3 separate regions of the Rattus norvegicus genome follow, and all the other regions are linked to region 2. The links are chromatin contacts, called in public Hi-C and HiChIP or PLAC-seq maps. All regions are on one chromosome and are shown on one strand. Each heading gives the region's core, a stretch centred on a gene start, on an enhancer-like site or on the middle of the called end of the contact. The rest is flanking DNA. Distances are from core to core; before and after follow the strand shown.

What was found. Hi-C and Micro-C count contacts between places; a contact is called where the count stands out from the background. HiChIP or PLAC-seq counts read pairs in DNA pulled down with a chosen protein or histone mark.
Region 1: an H3K27ac HiChIP or PLAC-seq map of oligodendrocytes shows a contact between it and region 2, with 7 times the contacts expected there. The contact joins the promoter of Mtap here to the promoter of Cdkn2b in region 2. A contact is called at or near these places in 6 of 12 Hi-C or Micro-C datasets (the A7r5 cell line, Schwann cells, hepatocytes and 3 more) and 1 of 1 datasets of contacts at active chromatin or transcription factors (oligodendrocytes).
Region 3: a Hi-C map of the A7r5 cell line shows a contact between it and region 2, with 6 times the contacts expected there. The contact joins the enhancer-like site here to the promoter of Cdkn2b in region 2. A contact is called at or near these places in 6 of 12 Hi-C or Micro-C datasets (the A7r5 cell line, Schwann cells, frontal cortex and 3 more) and 1 of 1 datasets of contacts at active chromatin or transcription factors (oligodendrocytes).

What each region holds. Positions count from the first base shown.
Region 1 is chr5:108,988,887-108,991,757 of GRCr8, reverse strand. Mtap (methylthioadenosine phosphorylase) reads right to left here and starts at 1,488. Exons shown (of 8, transcript NM_001394049.1): 1 at 1,297-1,488. The coding sequence starts at 1,329.
Region 2 is chr5:109,133,501-109,136,241 of GRCr8, reverse strand. Cdkn2b (cyclin-dependent kinase inhibitor 2B) reads left to right here and starts at 1,387. Exons shown (of 2, transcript NM_130812.4): 1 at 1,387-1,703. The coding sequence starts at 1,572. LOC102552523 (a long non-coding RNA gene) reads right to left here and starts at 426. Exons shown (of 9, transcript XR_010051861.1): 1 at 194-426.
Region 3 is chr5:109,337,858-109,340,583 of GRCr8, reverse strand. No RefSeq gene overlaps it. Among named protein-coding and RNA genes, the nearest start is that of Dmrta1, 190 kb to the left of the region's middle. Within about 2 kb of position 1,338, at least 13 of the 93 cell types and tissues checked have an H3K27ac peak or open chromatin away from gene starts, as enhancers often do. A contact at or near this core is called in the A7r5 cell line, where this site is marked.

The DNA.
Region 1 (2,871 bases), core at 239-2,738, 140 kb after region 2:
CTTTTCAGTTAAGAACAAATATTTACATCTGGCCCCATGTAAAATATGCTGTTAAGAGAAAGGTGCATGTGATCCATGGACATTTGGAATTATCTCCACCCCTAAGAAGTGAATTATACTTAGTACAGACACCATATTTCTAGCCCTTCCAGCCTACAATATGGTAAAAATTCCCACAGACCCGTGGCTTTCTATAAATGTAAACATCCTTCTCGAAATCGGAAAAAAAAAAAAAAGTTGGCCAGTATGTCTTAGTGCAGCCACCTCACCCCCTGCTCTCATCCTGGTTGGTTCCTGAAGCCCTGCAAGGCCCCAGGATACAAAGCCCAGGCAGGCTGCAGGCTAAATGCAGAGATGGGCCTCTTGCAAGGGAATCAAACAGCACTGCAGGGAATCAAAAAGGATGCCTGAAGAAAATTGTACTTCCTGCATCACGGGTTAGAAATTCCCAAAGTGAATCAAATTAACTGCGTTCTTGGCTAATAATAAACAGGCTAGAAAGGACTTAGCCACTAGTTTTTCCTCTGCTCTGTTATTCCACTCTCTACCCATCAATCAGGATGTGTTTAAAAGACCCAGGGGAGGGAGGCTCACTCCAACTCTCTGAACTCATGTTCTCCTCTGGCCAGCTGTTCCCAGCACACAAGAGTCCCTTGTGTCTAGATCTCTGGGGACCTGAGGCCTAAGAAAATAGCTCTAACTTTCAAGGTTGCAAAGCAGTTTAAAGACTGAGGCCTCCAGGCTGGGAGCGGTCCGCACTCCGTTTCAGTACTGGAAAAAGTCTCAGAACTCCCACAGCTCTGCGCTGCGGAGGTAAAACAAAGCAAAAGGAAATCTAAGTTTGGTGGGGGAAAAAAGCAAAAGCGAAGCGTGCAAAAGAGCAAGTGCTTGCTCTCCCACGTGGGCCGAGTCAAGAGCGGAAGCTCAAGTCCCGTAAGGCTAGAGGAACCGGCAGAGCAGTTGCACGAGCTGGGACACACATCAGCTCCCGCCTGGAGCATCTCCAGGGGGGAGTGGTACTGAAAGAGGGTGGCAGCGGGGCGCAGTGTCCCCCTTCATCACCCCACTCCCCATCGGAGCCCCAGTTACCACCGCCCGGGCCCGGAATGCAGATGAGTTCAAAGGCTGGGGACATCGGGGTGCATTGGCGGTGGGTGCCGCGCCCCTGCACCTCCCGGCTGAACCTTGGGTGGGGGGCTCTCAGGCTGGGGACACAGCCCGGAGGCGCGGCCCCTGCGGAGGGACGAGAGGGAGCCAAGCAGAACTAGCCCAATAGCAGCTTGTAGGGTGTCTCACCTTCACTGCCGTGCAGGCGGAGCCCGAGGCCATGTCTGCACCGGGGAAGTCCACGGCGGGCCGCAGCGCTGGACCAAGGGGAGACTGCGGGGCTGGCACGGCGCGAGAGTGAGCGGTGCAGGGGCCCGTGGGCTCTGGCTCCTCCTCTTCCTCCCAGGGAGCGCGGGATTGGCTGCCCTCCTGGCACCCTCCTCCTCAAATCAGGTTCCCGCCTCCCGCCCCTTTTGCAGACTTTTCGGCTTCTGCTGGTCTGTGCGGTCTGAGGGCGCGTCAGTGGTCAAAGTAGAAGTTGTTTGGCACTTTGTCTTTTAACTGTTTCACAAGAACTTCGTGAGGTCGCGCAATACTGCCAGCTCTGCAGTGAATTTCCTGCCTCGGTGGCCAGGGCTGTGAAATCAGGCTCTGCCGCATTCCAGGGCTTTGGGGAGGGCGGAGGGATACTGAAGAGTGCTAGCTTGAGATTCCCGCCCCCAGAGCTCTGATTTACAAACTGGTTTATTTAGTAACAGTTTGGCGGGAAGCTATTAAGGGGGCAGGATCTTCCCCAACACCAGGCGAGGGGCATTTTTAAAATCCTTTACACAATGGCTAGTGGTGCAGATTTGTAATCCCAATCACTCATGAATCCTGAGCAGCAGTATGGCAAGGTCAAAGTCTTTACTTGGCTACAGAGTGAGTTCACGACCATCTTGAGCAATATTGAGAGTCTATCTCAAAAATAAAAAGAGGGCTTGCTATTTAGGTCAGCACTAGAGTGTTTATCTGGCATCCAAGGAGGTCCTAGCTTCAATCCTCACTCCAATAAAACAAGCAAAAATTATAACAACTTTCTATGCCGGGGCAGCATACAGTACGGCAGGATTCAGATTCAGGACCTGTGTCTCCATGATGCGATACCAGCAGGACCCACTCTGACCCCAGTGATGTTTCCCCTGGATACTCGCTCTGAGAGGCCCTATCCCTTTTCTACTCACACTATCTCTTCTCTACTTGGATGATCATTGTAGCCTTTGATGGTACAAGCTGTCCCAAACAAAATGCTGACCAGCAGCTATCTTATTTTTTTCTTAATTTATTTCATTATTTATCTGTATGTGCACATAAATGATTGCAGGTGTGTGTGTGTGTGTGTGTGTGTGTCCAGAATTCAGCCTGCAGCTGGAGCAACAGGCAACTGTGAACTTCTTGATATGGGTAGGTACTAGAAACCGAATTTACCTCTACAAGTGCTCTTAACCCCTGAGCCATCTCTCTAACCCTGGGTGACAGCTATCTTAAGGGTGGTCTCTGAAATATAGAAAAGCTATACATTATTCTGTGGTTGGGAAGAAATCAAGGAAGGAAATTCTGCTATCTTTTTTTTTCAACAGTGTTAATTGAAAGTTCCCAAAGAAAAAGTATCTACATAACGTTCCATAAGGCCGATTGACTGGTCAGGGTTTCAGTGACTATGGAGAGTTGGAAAGTTGCAGGCCCAGAGCCAAGTTATCTTGCCTTGTCTTGATACCTACCTTTCTGTGCCCTAACGTCCTTGTGCCTATGGGGTCAATCTTTTTGGAGTGTACAAAGCTAGCT
Region 2 (2,741 bases), core at 138-2,637:
TTATAAACTCGTTTTACCCAGAAGGAGACTTCTAGTCTTCTGCTGCGGACTAAGAGTGGAGTAGTCATCAGCAAATAGTTCTAAATGGGGAATCTGACTCAGGTGTACCAGGAGATGCGTTCTGAAGTCTTTGATTTTTGTAAATAAAACACCTGTCTTCCTTTAAGACCCCCCCTTCATAAGCACTCTGAACCTGTTTTGTAAGAACTGCCCAGCCTTCTCACACAGCCATCTCCCCAGAGTTGTTGGGCAACAGACGTGTGGCTCTCTTCCCATTTCACTGTTGCATCAACTGTTACATTTAAAAATGGGAAAGCAATATGTTCACTCAGTCTCCCCTGGGAAGATTAGGGAGAAATGCAACACTTGATCTTTACATCTTCAGAGGAGGGTTTAATGACAGGTTCACCCTGTTTAATGACAGGTCCAGCACCACACCCAAGTTTTATTGTTTCATTATTCCTGCATAAATACCTTTATTACACATGATAGCTAAAAATCAAATACTTGCTGAGGTGGGTTTCAATCGGTAAGAGGGCAAACTAAGATATACAGTACACACGTGGAACTGGACCACCTTAGAGGCTTTGGAAGGAGGCCTGGTGAGTTATATACTGATTGTCTTTGAACTTCTGGAGTTCAGGGACCCTTCTGTCTCAGCCTCCAAGTAGGTGAGTACAGGCACACGTCCAGGGATCTTAAATTCTTATGATCCACGTGTGTGTGTGTGTGTGTGTGTGTGTGTGTGTGTGTGTGTGTGATCTTACCTTTCTCTAAAACGTTATTTTTTTTATTTATTTTTTACCTTCAGAATTACAACCACAGCTCACGGGCAAACAATTTAAAGAGAGGCAAAACGGGATCCTTGGGATTCCCCCCCCCCCTCCCCCTGCTGACTAAATAGGAAGACATTGTCAAAAGAAAACTGCTCGGTCTGATGCTAGAAGTGAAACTCGTTAAATTCAAATACCGCCTTGAGATGAACGAGCCTTGCGCATGACAGGTGTTGTCACTTTCAAGCGATTTCACAAAGTGGACATTTTCCACCCTAAAGGCTTTCTTTCAGCTAGTCGATTGCAAAAGAGCGATTAATGTCTCCAGAGCGAAACCTGCAGGCCTGGGCTAAATAAAGACCTCTGTTATGCCTGCTGAGTGCAGAGGCACAACTTTTTCAAAAATAGCCAACCGGCCAGGGTAAGTTCCAGACTAGAAAGCTTAATGTTCTGCGCAGGCGTTTAAGACCTTCCGACTCCGATACCGCACCCCTCCCCCCCACCGCCCCTTGCCTCGTGACGTCACCAAATGTGGGCGGGGTCAGACTAGCAGGCGTGGTCTGAGGGGGCGGGACCGGCGGCGGTGCTGAACGCAGCTGCACAGTGCCCGCGGGCTCCCCACCCGGCACAAGTCAGCTGTGCCTGAGGTGCGGTTCCCAGGCGCTAGGGCTCGAGCGTTTCCCCGGACGCTCACCACAGCTGCTGGGTCCCCAGAGAGGAGGAGCGGCTCAGAGACGAGGCTGTAACAATCTCAAGGCCGGCGGAGGACCATTTCTGCCACGGACCGGGGACAAGGGCATGTTGGGCGGCGGCAGTGACGCGGGCCTGGCCACCGCCGCGGCGCGGGGACAGGTGGAGACGGTGCGGCAGCTCCTGGAAGCCGGCGCAGATCCCAACGCCGTCAACCGCTTCGGGAGGCGCCCGATCCAGGTAGCGGGGTCCCCAGGCCTTGCCGGCAGAGGGCGCACGAGCGCGCTGCCCTCCGCGGCTGCGAGTTGTACCCGGGCACCTGGGCTGCCCGCTGGTGCTGGATGTGTGCGGGCCCGACGGGAGGCAGGTTTTGCCTTTTGCAAGGGCAAAAATCCTGAAAAACAAAAACGATCGAAATATCCCTCTTCACTAGATTGGCTTTTTTCTCGTTTTGCGATGCTGGGTCTGGAACCCAGGGTCCCCGGTTCATGCCGGGCAAGTGCGCTGCCTGTGAGCAACGTCCCCAGCCTTGGAATCTTTGCAATAATGGAAAAATACCAAATTTATTCTGCTATCTTACAGTCATAGAAATAAGTCCGATACTCGGGGAGCAAAGTGGGAAAGGGAGGGTCTGATAGGGAGAGGACGACATGGATGACAATAAAGATGAGATTACCAGTTATATGGCCTAGATTCAGGGAATTCCTCAAAACTGTAGTGCGTGGGATGAGAGACTTCACTCTAATCTTGTGAACAACAGTATGAATCCTTTTTATTTTCTTTTTTCCTCGTAAACTTAATCGCATTCATAGGACTAAAGATTTCCCAAACCCAACACTTAATTCCTTGTATGCGGGCAGTAACAGTGTGTAGTTTTTCACTGTTTAATGCGAACAGGCAAAGTCCAAAAGAACTGTTGGGTTCTTTCGGATCCACAAAGGGATTCCCTAAACATATTGGTGGTTGAGATACATTTGTTCAGTGTTTACTAATCCTGCTGTAGTTAATATTGGCTTTGTTTCTTGAGGATCTAACACAGTGCTTTTGTGCTGTCCTGTTGATTAATATAGTCGCCAGTTTCACTTACCTCACTGTCCTTCTCTGGGACTATGAAAATCAGGGCTCTTGTTAATAGTGTAGGTTTTTAGGAAAAAAAGGACCATTCCTCTTCCGTTTTTATGAAAAAGAGGTGTTTAGCAAAAGAATATATTTTTTAAGAGTAACAAAAATAATTGTAAAGTGAGTATAAAGACCTTAATTTGGGGTTGGGGATTTAGC
Region 3 (2,726 bases), core at 89-2,588, 200 kb before region 2:
AGGCCCTCCAGGGGAAATCAGCAGAGCATGAGTTTTCCACAGTTTAGTGTCTGCTGTATATTGGCCAGGTTATCTCCAGGGCTCAGGTCGGCTCCCCAGTTAATCAGAGTCACCTCTATTGACAGATGTGGGAAATTGGCTAGAAGGAAGCACTTCACTGTCACCGAGTTTGAAGACAGTAAGACACTACCCCCAAAAGATTTAAACTCAAAGGGAGTAAAGAGGTCAAAGATTCCCTGGAAGTCTTGCACTCAGGTTTCAAGGGCACCAACTGGACTGGATAGCCATGGGTCAGGAACCCAAGTCTGAAGGACTGCTTGATTGGGAATAGGCATGGACCTTTTATGACAGGGGAGTCTGAGCCAATCAAAAGCTAATATACAGTGACAATACACACCTATCTATATGCATGAATACACATGCAAAAACGCTTTAGAGATAATTTAATGAGTCCCTGTCTTCATCTGTGTTTTCACTGAAGACCCAGCCTGGCTCCGGATGTAATGGTTACCCAGATGGTCACAGAACAAAACCAAAAGTCAGAAATCTGTGAAAGTGGCATTTAAAGAGGTGATGGGGGGAGAGGAGCTAGAGTAAATAGAATGCATTGTATAGATTATGAAATTGTCAAAGAACCAACTTACGTAAAAGATACATTCTGTACATACATAAGATTCTCAAAGATTATGGTGTAAAAATGCAGAGTGCCTCAGCCAAACTCGATAACAGTGAAGTGCTCCATTAACGTGTGTTCTCCATTAGTGGAATGAACAACTATTGTCTGCATATTCATTTTAGAGACATTCATTACTAACACCTGGCAATCCCAGAAAACAAGAGTAGCAATGTGTAGCCTAGTGAATCATTATAAAGCAGGGGCGGGGAAAGACTTTTTCCATAACCATAGAGTTCTTCTTATGTCTGACTCTCTCTCAATATGACTCTCAGCTCATCAGTTGAGTTGACCCAATTGTGGCCAGTCTGCAGCCCTTAGAGGTTTCCTTGGGTGACATAATGTGCTCCCTACAAGCAGTTAGGCCGAGAGAATTCTGTCTAAAGGCAGAGTAAAAGGCAGAAGTGAGAATATAGCTGACTTTACCACTAAGCTGTTTTATCTTGAAGCTTCTGCCAAATTCGAGTAGCTTTGTGAAGGGGGGGGGGGGGGGGAGAAGTTGCCTCAGGAGTTGGTAACATCACTGATTTTTATTCCGTTTGACGAGCACAACCAACAAACAGCCACTAGGTGTCGTCAAAGTCAAACTAATCCTCACTTCTGCACTTACGAAGCAAGTTGGTCTAGACAGCGGACTCAGGAGCTCCCCGGGGATAGATTAAAACCGCGTATATTCTGAACTGCTCTCTCAATGAATAGAGCTTCCCGCGAACAGCATCTGAAACTTCGGTTCTCAGATTTTAGTACCGAAAAAAGGCAGAGGGTGGAGACCCTTCTACGATGAACCGGAACCAGAGAGGCCTGCCTCGTAGCAATTTCAAATGTGCGGAGAATATGGTCTGGTTTTAGCAGCTTTTGTTTACTTTATGGCATTTACAAACAAGAAGGCGTTGTTCCGCTAAGTCTGTCCATTCATTTACACGTGAAGGCAGTAAGACATCACTAAGTCTGAAGGCAGAGCCGCCTGACTCCACCTCAATTCCCCTCCATCCGGACACTCCTCTGTTTGTCTTTTCCAGCCCCCTCCCCTCCCGTCCCCCCCCCCCATCCCTATCTCTCCCTCCTCTATTTCTTCTTTTCAGTTTTCTCCTAACTGATATCTAAATCTACCACCTTTACACACACTCAATGGAAATAATATTTCTTGACTTTGGAAAGTCAATGAAAGAGGAAACTAAAAGGAAGAGAAGCTAGAGAGATGGCTCAGCTTTTGAGTGCTTACTGCTCTGTTAGAGGATCCGGGTCCTGCTCCCAGCACCCACGTGGCAGCTCATCGCTACCTGTAACTCTAGTTCCAGAGGAACAAAGTACCTCTTCTGTCCTCCATGGGCTCTAGTACATATACACACACTCAGGCACATGTACATAAAATAAATAAATACTTAAAAATGAATAGGAGGAGGAGGAAAGGGCTGGGGGTGGGAAAGCAAGCAGGTCACTGCCCAAACCTACCCAAAAGTTATAGAAGGTAAGGTCACAGGGTGGGAACCAGTGGTGGGAGCTGCAGAAGGCATTTCCCTTCATCTTTCCTGCCTCAGACTCCGGATTCTTTATCATGTTTCAGGAATTTCTAATCTTACCACAGTCAGATGACTCACACTGGCTGACTGGCTGTCTAGGCTTCTACCAAACACCTGTAAAGATAAACCTTGGTGAAAACAGCAGTCACTGCAGGGTGGCCTTTGCAAATGGCTAGGGGAATTTTCAGGGTTGAGTTCAATTTTCCTCCCCTAAAGGCTCACAGACCTTGATCTTACTTTCAGACATATTTGTGTCTGACAGCCAGAGGCTAATTACACACCAGGAATAACCTCCCATGGACTGAGACCTGCTTCTGCTTGGGGAGAGAGACACAGGAGTACAACACAACCTAATTTGGGATGACAGAAGGTTCTGGTTTGCAAGCTACTCAGACCAACCCTCTTCCTCACTCACTCACCGCCCCAAGTTGCCTCTTAGGAAGTTGTCTCTCCCTCAGATCAATTGAGAGATTCTTTCTAACTAATGTTTCTCCATGCAAGGCATAAGAGAACAATGGGCCACACAGCCAGAT